Linked DNA regions of Mus musculus: regions 2 and 3 are each linked to region 1. A link is a contact called in public ChIA-PET and Hi-C data. All regions are on one chromosome and are shown on one strand. The core of a region is the stretch at or near the end of the contact, and the rest is flanking DNA. Distances in the headings are between cores, read along the strand shown. Region 1 holds the start of Psmb6 (proteasome (prosome, macropain) subunit, beta type 6). Region 2 has its middle 7.2 kb from the start of Gm40192. Region 3 overlaps Kif1c (kinesin family member 1C).

Region 1 (3,307 bases), core at 365-2,864:
ATCCCCAGCACTTATGTAAAAGCTGGGCATGTGTATCTGTAACCCCAGCTCTGGGAGTAGGGTGCAGGGTGTATAATTGCTAGAGCTCATTGGATAGGCAGCCTAGCTAAAAGTGAGCTCTATCTTCAGTGAGACTGTCTCATGAGGAAGACAACCCTGGCACACCTCTGGCCTCCACACACATGTACCCATAAGGATACATGCATACAGGACGGACAGACAGACAGACAAACAAAATGGCCGAAGGGGTGGAGCATCAGAGGTGTGACTCCAGTACTCTGGTGAGGAGGGCCTGACCTGCCCTCCTTCTTGAGGGTCCCAGCCTGCAATGATGATTCCTGCCATCAGATCTTCTCTGTACCGGTAACACATCTCCTTAAAGAGACTGGCGGCTGTGTGGACTAGTGGAGGCTCGTTCAGTTCAATACTAGAAGGTGGGGTTGGAAGATCACAAACAAAGCAATATCAGGATCTGGAGTCAGGCCTTTTAGTGCCTTATGTTCCAGAGCCTTCAGGGTCGTTGTTCCTCCCCTGCCCACAAGTACCTGTGGAAACCAAGCTGGTAAGTGACAGCGTCTGCCACTGCTTGGGTATCAGCGGCTGAGCCTGAGCGGCAGCAGAAGATGTGATCGTGGATAGGGGTCAGCTTGTCAGTCACTCGATTGGCGATGTAGGACCTGCAGGATGGCGGAAACAGTGAGAAGGAGCCCACTTGCCTCCCTCCTCCACCACATCACCGTCTACTCCCTGCAGCTCCAGGGATACAAATACTGCTACCACCTACTAGTCCTCATGGAAAATGAAGCCGGATGAATGGAGAACAGACCTTTACTGGTAGTTCACCAAAGGGTGAGGGGGCCTGGAAACCACAGAATTAGGAACAAGTCCTTATTATCTCCAGGTAGTGGAGAAACTTCTCTTGCCACAGTGGTCTGAGGAGGGTAAGGATGGGCTGACAGGCAGGAATGGTATATGTTTGGAGTAGGGGAAACGGGAAGACTTTCTGTTTTGAGCTCACCCAGTGGTTGTCCTGGAGTCCGCTCCTAGAACCACGCCCCCATTAAACTGCACAGCCATGATCGTGGTCTGGGAAGAATAGTGTAAAAAAGGTAACTCTTTTAGCCTTACCGCATTCTCGAGTATATACCGACCTCAATAATTCTTCACCCGGATTTTATAATGCAAAATTCGTGCTCCGCGAACCTATTATCAAATCTTAAGGGGGCTCAACACGTCAGAGAATATAAAAACTACAATCTCCAAACCCCAGGATTCAGACTCTTATGCTTCAGCCTACTGTTCACCTCTCATCACGAAAGGTATCACCCCACGCCAGCATTCAAGGAATCCCTCTCCCTCTCGCAGAACACAGCGCTCCCCCCCCCCCAACCCACTCAGTCAAACCCACTCGGGCTTCATGTTTTTCCTCCCGTCAGGCCTAGTACATGTCTTCCGAACTCTGGCTCTTTCCTCACCCCTGTGGAGACTTCCCGGTTTTCCCAGTCTGGGGTGAGAGCCTCCGGCCCAAAGGCCGGTGCAGACCCCGCTCGACGAACAGCTAAGGCGGCCGCCATCTTCCTCTGCTACTCTGCCACAAAGCAACCGTCGTAAAGCGCTCCGTCACTCTCTTTAGTCCGCCTCTGTGGCCTTCTGGGAGCGAAGCTGCTTGACGGCAGAAGGGAAAAGACAGAGGTAGGAACTCGTCGTTAGAGTCAGTGGGCACTTTACGGCAGTGTGTCAAATTACCAAAAAAAAAAAAAAAAAGAGGCGGGTCTAGGAAGGGGGGAAAAGGGCGGAGCCTCTTCTCAAAGATTTGCCTCACCAGAGGCTTGTGGCTCCCGGAGGCAAAGGATACTTGGAAATGAAGCCTAATTTACATTATAAGGTTTTAGGTGTGTGTGTGTGTGTGTGGGGGGGGTCGTTTGTTTGTTTTGGTAACTTGATTGTATAGTCTGAAGTATGTGGGTTTTGTAAATAACAACGTTGTGTCGCAATGTTAACAGGTTGGATACACTATAACCTGATTGGTGTCCTAGTTCAAAGAACCCACAAGATAAGAGTACAAACTGGAATGGTCAGGTCGTGTTTTCAATAGTCCGGGGTACCTACTTCCCGGGTCCCACAAGAACTTTTGAAGAAGCTACAATTGTTTTTTGGGAGCATCTATACCCCTTGACAATCACCCCTGCCATATCTGAGGGTTTCCACCGTTACACATTCTCACCTATGTATTATATTTTTAATACATTTTAAATCGTGCCATTCGAGCTGAGACGAAAAGATGGACCATCTAGAAACTGCCATATCCGGGGATCCATCCCATAATCCGCTTCCAAACGCTGACACCATTGCATACACTAGCAAGATTTTGCTAAAAGGACCCAGATATGGCTGTCTCTTGTGAAACTATGCCGGGGCCTGGCAAACACAGAAGTGGATGCTCACAGTCAGCTATTGGATGGATCACAGGGCCCCCAATGGAGGAGCTAGGGAAGGTACTCAAGGAGCTGAAGGGATCTGCAATCCTATAGGTAGAACAACAATATGAACTAACCAATACCCCCCCTGGAGCTCGTGTCTCTAGCTGCATATGAATCAGAAGATAGCCTAGTCGGCCATCAGTGGAAAGAGAGGCCCATTGGTCGTGCAAACTTTATATGCCTCAGTACAGGGGAACGCCAGGGCCAAGAAGTGGGAGTGGGTGGGTAGGGGAGTGGGTGGGGGAGCGTGTGTGGGACTTTTGGGATAGCACTGGAAATGTAATTGAAATAAATACCCAATAAAAAAATATGGAAAAAAAAAGAGTCATTACAATGAAGAAATCATTTCTTGTCTAATGAATTATGTAGGTTGGTTCTTTATATAAATACTTGGGCCAACTCAATTCTTGTATACTAAAATTCTTGATTTTATAATTAAATATGGTTTGTAGAATAAAAAAAAATCGTGCCATTCTAGTGCATGTGGACGTGAGTGTATGATTTTGATTTGTTTTCCCCGAATAATTAGTTAAGCATATTTCCATGGCTAGTGAGTTCTTTGTGTATCTTCTTTGCAGCAATGTCCATTCAAGATCTTTGTCAATTTTAAAAAAGAATTGCTTGAGTTTTTAATTATTGTATTGTGTTATTTTTATATTTAGGTAGAAACATCAGATATATGGATTTTTTAAAAAGCTGGGCGTGGTGGTGCACGCCTTTAATCCCAGCACTTGGGAGGCAGAGGCAGGCAGATTTCAGAGTTCGAGGCCAGCCTGGTCTACAGAGTGAGTTCCAGGACAGCCAGGGCTACACAGAAAAACCCTGTC
Region 2 (3,307 bases), core at 420-2,919, 230 kb after region 1:
TATGGGAATGACGGGATCAAAGGCATGAGACCCTCACATTTCCCTAGGGGCTTTACTGATCAAGGCAACCCCCCACCTCTGTGCAAGCCACAGAGGACAAATTCCAGCCAACGAAGAGACATTCTGTGCAAGGGGCTGAGTGTACGTACTGATACACACATATGTACACAAGTACGCATGTGCACACACACACATACACATGCACACATGCACATGCAGGTGCAGGCACATGCACACATACTGCAGAAGCACGATGAGAAGAATGTTATGGGTTGGGAGAAAGTAGTGTGGGAGTTGTGTAAGCATCAAAAGAGAAAGCCGGTAGAAAGGTTGGAAATTTGAATAAGCCCCTGGCCTAAAAATATGTCTAACAAGAAAGGGATAGAAGAGAGTTACGATTGGGTTTTCAAGTTCAGTGGCAGAGAAAACCCAACAGAAATAGAACACAAAATAATCTTAGCATTGCTAACAGAAGGAGCTGTCAGTTGAGTTGATCAAGATCCTGTGATTACTGTGGTCACTGTGAGGATCAATATACAGCCTTCCCGAGTATGTGTAAAGTTATGATTTAAAGCAAAGCCAACAGATGGGTGTGGTGGCACACACCTTTAGTCCTGGCCCTCAGTGGGCAGAGGCAGGTGAATCTCTGTGAATTCAAGGCCAGCATGGTCTACATACAGAGTTCTGGGTTAGCCCAGGGCTACATAGTAGATGATGTCTTAAATTAAAAAAAAAAATAAATGTAAAGCAAACAGTCCATTTATGAAACAATGTAAATATTTTCTGTGTAAATAGACCTACAGACACATGAAATCAATATACATACTTGGAGAGAATTGTGGCATCCAGAAGCAGACATATACGACAGTAAATGTAAGTCAACTTATTGCACCTACTGCTAGAAAATAAGTTTGTGTTAGCATAAAGCTGCACATAAAAGACATGCTTAAAACTAATCAGGAGGCTAAGTGAAGAGGGTTTGTGTTTGTGGATTAGTTTGGGTGTTAGTATAAGCTCATGTTTAGCTTTCTCAATATGGATGGTTATATATTAAAATATTGCTGTGGGGCTAGAGAGATGGCTCAGCGGTTACGAGCATTGACCGCTCTTCCAGAGGTCTTGAGTTCAAATTCCAGCAACCACATAGTGGCTCCCGACCATCTGTAATGAGATCTGATGCCCTTTTCTGGTGTGTCTGAAGACAACTAAGGTGTACTCATATATAATAAATAAATAAATATTTAAAAACGAAAAAATTTGCTGGGCAGTGGTGGTGTACGCCTTTAATCCCAGCACTTGGGAGGCAGAGGCAGGCGGATTTCTGAGTTCGAGGCCAGCCTGGTCTACATAGTGAGTTCCGGGACAGCCAGGGCTACATAGAGAAACCTATTTCAATAAACCAAAAAAGATAAAAATAAATAAATAAAAAATAAAAAATTGCTGGACGTAATCCTAGAGCTTGAGTGGTAGAGGCAGGAGGATCACAAGTCCAAGGCCATTCCCTATTGCATAGCAAGTTCAAGGTGCTGTGGATTTCAGACTTCTGAGAGAAGTCAGACACTGGAGGGGAGACCAGAGAATCATCTGCATCTCTCTTAGGAGAGGAGAGAGCAGGCATCAGAGGACTGAGCCTGGAGACACACCTCCTCTCTGGTGTGAGGGGCAGGAAGGAAGGCGTTTGGGTGAGCCTCAGCACCTGCACAGGAAACTGCTGTCTTCTAAGTGTAAATTTGTCTTATATATGATTTGAAATCTTGAGAGACGGGGTGTGAAGACACACAGAACATTTTTAGGGACCGTGGGAGCAAGGCACGCCCTTCAATTGTGTGTAACCTTTTATAGTTAGCAGGCACTGTGTGCATAAATACTGCCCTCCCGCTCTGCAGCCGAAGAACACTGGTGATAAACAGTTCTGCTTCCGCCACCCACCTTATCCCTCCTTAGCCAGTATCCTCGGTCCTCTCACGACAAGCCCCTAATCACGCCACAGCCTGCTCCAATTTCCTCAAAGTGTCAGCCAGCCAGCTACTGTTTGTTGGATGGGAGGGGAAATTCTTCAAGGGTCAGACGTGAGTTTGATCCTGGCACAGTGGTATACATCTGTGATCCCAATACTCCCGAGGCTGAGGCAGGGAATGGAGAATTCAAGTCCAGCCCTGGGAAACTTGCTTCTGCTTCTGAGGTTTTGCCAGTGGTGGCTCTCACACCCACTCCATTCCACCTTCTTCTGGGTTGCGTCCTTAAAGATGGCAGCTTCAGGAAGACCCCAAATGTGTGGCTTCAATCAAGCCTTGTGCCTGCTGCCCTGGGATGGGATATCCTCTAGGCAAATAGTAACACAAACACAGTGGTAATTTCCCTCTGCGTAGTGGGAGGTGCTGCCTCTCCTGGGAGGTCGGAAGGGTAGACTTTCCTGTGCAACAAAGAAACCGTGGCTCAGATGAGCTGCAAGCTGCACAGGCCCAGAGAGCCACTAGAACTCAGGATTTCTGATTCCAAGCTCAGTGTGTGTGTGTGTGTGTGTGTGTGTGTGTGTGTATCATATGTATTTTGTTGCAGTGACTTCTTAGGTATTTAATGTTAAATTATTTTATGATACTTAAATATAATTTGTTATTCAGCATTATTAGGCTTCATGTTTTCTTCATCTTACTGAATTTGTTAATAATGAAGAGTGTGCTGAAAATAAAGGACTCTTCATCCAGAAAACAATACATCTACAGGAAGTTTAGATAGGATTTAGGAGACCCATATATATTTTAAACCCAGCAACGAGGAGGAGGATGCTTGGGGTCTATACTGATAACTTAGCTATAAAGTCTGTGGCCTTAAGGTCTCTATTTGTAAGAACTACTTTACAAGATCATGGCTTAGAAGCCAAGCGCCGGACTTTTTTTTTTTTTTCCCAATTTGAGGTGATTGCACAATAGACTCATGGACCAACAACAAAGGCAGTCAGTTGGAGCAACGTACCTCTGATAGCCATGGAGTCACAGAAAGCCAGTCTCTTGAAATAGGACAACATAGAAAACCAGGAGATTTGACAGGGACAAACTAAAAATTTCGCAGAAACTATTTTTAGACAATAGTAAAAGAAATTTTGCTTATGAACCCGGAAAGGATGATATCTGATGGTCAGAGCCTGGGAGTGGTTGCCAAGCAACCCTGTAGCTCCCCAGTGGACTCAGTCCTGAAGACTGATTGGAACCAGTAGTCCAGCCTTATCACGAGGGGAGGTGCTTAGACTTATTGCAACTTGATATGCTATGTCTAGTAGATATCCGTGGGAGACCTGTCCTTTTCTGAA
Region 3 (3,307 bases), core at 500-2,999, 200 kb before region 1:
GATGCACAGGGAGGACCAAGGCAGCACAAAGAGCCCTGGCTTACGGACAGAGGACAGGCAAGGTGTCTGTGAGGGAGGAGATTCGCAGCTGAGGTGTGATGGGAGAGTGACTTAGCTGCCAATGGACAGAGGAAGACTGGGAAAGACACATCTAAGAGTACCACTGCATGACTGAGAACAGCAAGAGGATTGGCAGGGGCAATCTATCTTACCTTCATTTATTTCCCATCATGCCCCAATACACAGCCATATGCGAGGTTAAAGACCAATAATCCCTGCTCTCCCAGACCTTAACCTGGCTGGTAAGGCGGATGAAAATTAGGATAACTCAAGGCCAGTGAAGATGACTTAGCAGGTGCAGGCATTTGCTGCCATGCCTGATGAGTTCAATCCTCCCAACGCATATGGCAGAAGGAGAGAACTGACCCCTGAAAGTTGCCCTCTAACCTCCACACGCATGCAGACACTAAAGAAGAACATATTTCAACAGGATGATTGCAACTTTTGTTTGTTTTTCGGGTTTCTCTGTGTAGCCCTGGCTGTCTTGGAACTCACTCTGTAGTCCAAGCTGGCTTTGAATTCACAGAGATCAGCCTGCCTCAGCTTCCTGAGTCCTGGGACTAAAGGCGTATGCCACCACTGCCTGGGAATTCTAACAATTTTTTAAAAGCAGATAATCTAAAGATTATCTAAAGGATGAAACAGGGGTGGTGTTGCAGGAAGAAAGTGGGTCCAGGTGAGACGACTGCTCCAGACCAGAGCAGGTGCTTTACCACCTTTCTTGAGACAGGGAGGATGGCCTTGAACTCCTGGTTCCCTGCTCCCCACACCCCACACCCCAAGGGGTTGGGATCACAGCCACAGCACAGTTAGCTGTGTGCAGTACTGAAGGGCAAACTCCTGGCTTCACACAAGCTACAGGAGCGCTCTACCACATCGGCCACATTCCCAACCCTCATTTCCTCAGGAATCCAGCAGCCAGGGACACAGCCAAGGGCACAGCCCCTGAAACTGTCAGTCTCTGATACGGTCCAGCTCTGTTGTTTTCTAGGGCTGATTACCTAACCTGGACACCTCAGCTCTGTCTCCTGTGACTGAGTGAGACAACTCAAAGAGAAAAATAGATGGTCAGTCTATAACTACTGCATGTCCCCAGCGCCTACACCTTCTCTACCTACCCCTGGTAAGTCTTAAGTCTATCGTTAGAACAGCCCAGATGAACCAAACCTTTACAGCCCACCCCCTGGAGCACAGACACATTGACTGTTTTTATTGTAACATATGTCACAGTCGTGCACACCTCCTCTGACACATATGCACTCTGGAGCATGGGCTTGCCCCATGGGTGTCAGTCACATAGCCACATGCCTATGTGTCACCTCCTCTGACACACTATAGACTCCTAGGACATTGCCATACTGAAAAGGGCTTCACAGACTGTAATATCTGCCTTCGCAAGCTTACTGCCCGAGGTAACCACAGAACAGGAACTTGGCAATATCTCACTGTTCTGAACTGATTCAACTGCTTCCAGCCCCTCAAAGAGGAAGCACTTGTTCACCATGGGGACCAGACTGACTGCACCAATCTGTTAACCCTGAACCAAACTGAAACTGAATGTCTTAACCTGAGCTGTAAGCCACTTGAATCTTTTCCTTCTTTCTTTTTCTCTTTCTTTTCCCTGCTCCAGGCCCTGCTTGCTCCGGCCCATAGGTTTTTTTATTTGTTTCCTCATTACGGATGGTTGTGAGCCACCATGTGATTGCTGGGATTTGAACTCATGACCTCTGGAAGAGCAGTCAGTGCTCTTAACTGCTGAGCCATCTCACCAGCCCTTTTTTTAATTTCTTAATGGTCTCTACACACTGCCTAGGCTCCCACCCAACTCCTGGGCTCAAGTGAGCCTCCTGCCTCTGCCTCCAAGCACATTCTGGCTAATTCTTAGTGTCTGCTGCACTAGCATGTGGACCTGAGTTTTCTATTGCCAGTATGAGCTGGCCGTGGTAATGCACAGTGTCACCAGAGAGCTGAGAGGAGTGGAGAAGGTGGCTCTTTGGAGCTCCCTGGCCACCCAGTCTTGCTGAATCATTGGGCTTTTAGGTTCTCAGAAAGACTGTGTCACCAAAAAAGAATCCAGGGAAACGATTACAGAGGACAACTGATGTCAATCTCTGGCCTTGATATGAACACACCACACACACATACCCATACAGACACATATCACACACAAAAGTGCTGAAAGCCAGGTATAGAACCTGTATTCCTAGTCTTTGAGTCGCTGAGGCAATATAATGAAGAGTGTAAGGTCAGTCTGACCTACACAGAGAGAACCCAAAGCAAACAGAAAATGTGTTGGGGTGAAGGGCTCAGTGCTAGTGCACAGGGCTCAGTGTTAAGAGTGCTTGTCTGGCAGGCACATGACTGAAGCTCCAGGTTCAGTTCCCAACAGCACACTCTAAGCTGTTCAAGGCTTTGATATGTCAAACAAGCTGTCACCCTCAGAACCTGGATTTCTTTGTTTGTTTGGTTTTTCAAGACAGGGCTTTTCTGTGTAGCCCTGGCTGTCCTGGAACTTGCTGTGTAGACCAGGCTGGCCTGGAACTCAAGAGATTCTTCTGCCTCTGCTTCCCAAGTGCTGGGATTAAAGGCGCATGCCACCACGCCTGGCTAGAACCTGGGATTCTTAAAAACTTTACAGTTAGAGTAAGGCCTAAAGGGCCCAAGAGCTTTGGAACCACAGAGATACCAAGGTCATTTAGCTCTCAGAAACCTTGCCACCATAGCTGTATTGACCCAAGTTTCCCACAGAGACAAATTCAGATATCCCATTGATACAAAGATGGGTTTCAAACATAATTACCATAATGCTAAGGGGAAAAAAAGAATGAAGAAGGCAGTATTTCTATTTCCTCATTACCCAGACCCCACTCTCCAAGGTACAGCAACGTGCTACTTGTGCCTCAAGACCCCAGCTGTCCACAGCCACGCATACAGCCATCACCACACTGCTTACCCATGAGCTCGCGCTGCAGACGGAGAGGAAGCACCCCTCTTCTGCATGGCTCGCTCTCTGTGTGGTACCTAGGCCCCCTCTCCATCTTAGCCATTCTGCTCTCCCCCCTGACCATTACCTTCTCCATCAGGCTGAGGGATGCTGCGGAAGAGGCAATGCTGCTCCCGGATGAACTGGCCAGTCAACTTGATGTCCACATCTACTTGGCCAACCCTGGGGGAGCAATGGCCAACATTTTCTAAGCATGTTCAGTATTTACCAACTGCCTCCTAAGTACCAGGAGTACCAGCTCAT

The links. Hi-C and Micro-C count contacts between places; a contact is called where the count stands out from the background. ChIA-PET counts read pairs in DNA pulled down with a chosen protein or histone mark.
Region 2: a contact with region 1 is called in an RNA polymerase II ChIA-PET map of effector CD8 T cells, with 9 read pairs. The contact joins the enhancer-like site here to the promoter of Psmb6 in region 1. A contact is called at or near these places in 10 of 39 promoter capture datasets (the C10 cell line, the HPC-7 cell line, cranial neural crest and 5 more) and 3 of 115 datasets of contacts at active chromatin or transcription factors (effector CD8 T cells, fetal liver and memory CD8 T cells).
Region 3: a contact with region 1 is called in a Hi-C map of bone marrow-derived macrophages, with 32 read pairs. The contact joins the enhancer-like site here to the promoter of Psmb6 in region 1. A contact is called at or near these places in 18 of 39 promoter capture datasets (the 3T3-L1 cell line, the C10 cell line, the HPC-7 cell line and 10 more), 3 of 484 Hi-C or Micro-C datasets (B cells, bone marrow-derived macrophages and neural stem cells), 14 of 115 datasets of contacts at active chromatin or transcription factors (bone marrow-derived macrophages, craniofacial prominence, effector CD8 T cells and 10 more) and 5 of 9 other capture datasets (adipose tissue, bone marrow-derived macrophages, embryonic stem cells and 2 more).

Annotation. Positions count from the first base shown.
Region 1 is chr11:70,523,664-70,526,970 of GRCm38.p6, reverse strand. It overlaps Psmb6 (proteasome (prosome, macropain) subunit, beta type 6), which reads right to left and starts at 1,614. Exons shown (of 6, transcript NM_008946.4): 1 at 1,476-1,614; 2 at 1,019-1,086; 3 at 546-677; 4 at 298-427. The coding sequence starts at 1,574.
Region 2 is chr11:70,296,668-70,299,974 of GRCm38.p6, reverse strand. No RefSeq gene overlaps it. Among named protein-coding and RNA genes, the nearest start is that of Gm40192, 7.2 kb to the right of the region's middle. Within about 2 kb of position 1,669, at least 57 of the 459 cell types and tissues checked have an H3K27ac peak or open chromatin away from gene starts, as enhancers often do. A contact at or near this core is called in the HPC-7 cell line, effector CD8 T cells, hematopoietic stem and progenitor cells and 1 more, where this site is marked.
Region 3 is chr11:70,718,918-70,722,224 of GRCm38.p6, reverse strand. Kif1c (kinesin family member 1C) reads right to left here. Exons shown (of 23, transcript NM_153103.2): 18 at 3,132-3,226. Among named protein-coding and RNA genes, the nearest start is that of Mir6925, 15 kb to the right of the region's middle. Within about 2 kb of position 1,749, at least 84 of the 459 cell types and tissues checked have an H3K27ac peak or open chromatin away from gene starts, as enhancers often do. A contact at or near this core is called in B cells, bone marrow-derived macrophages and pancreatic cancer cells, where this site is marked.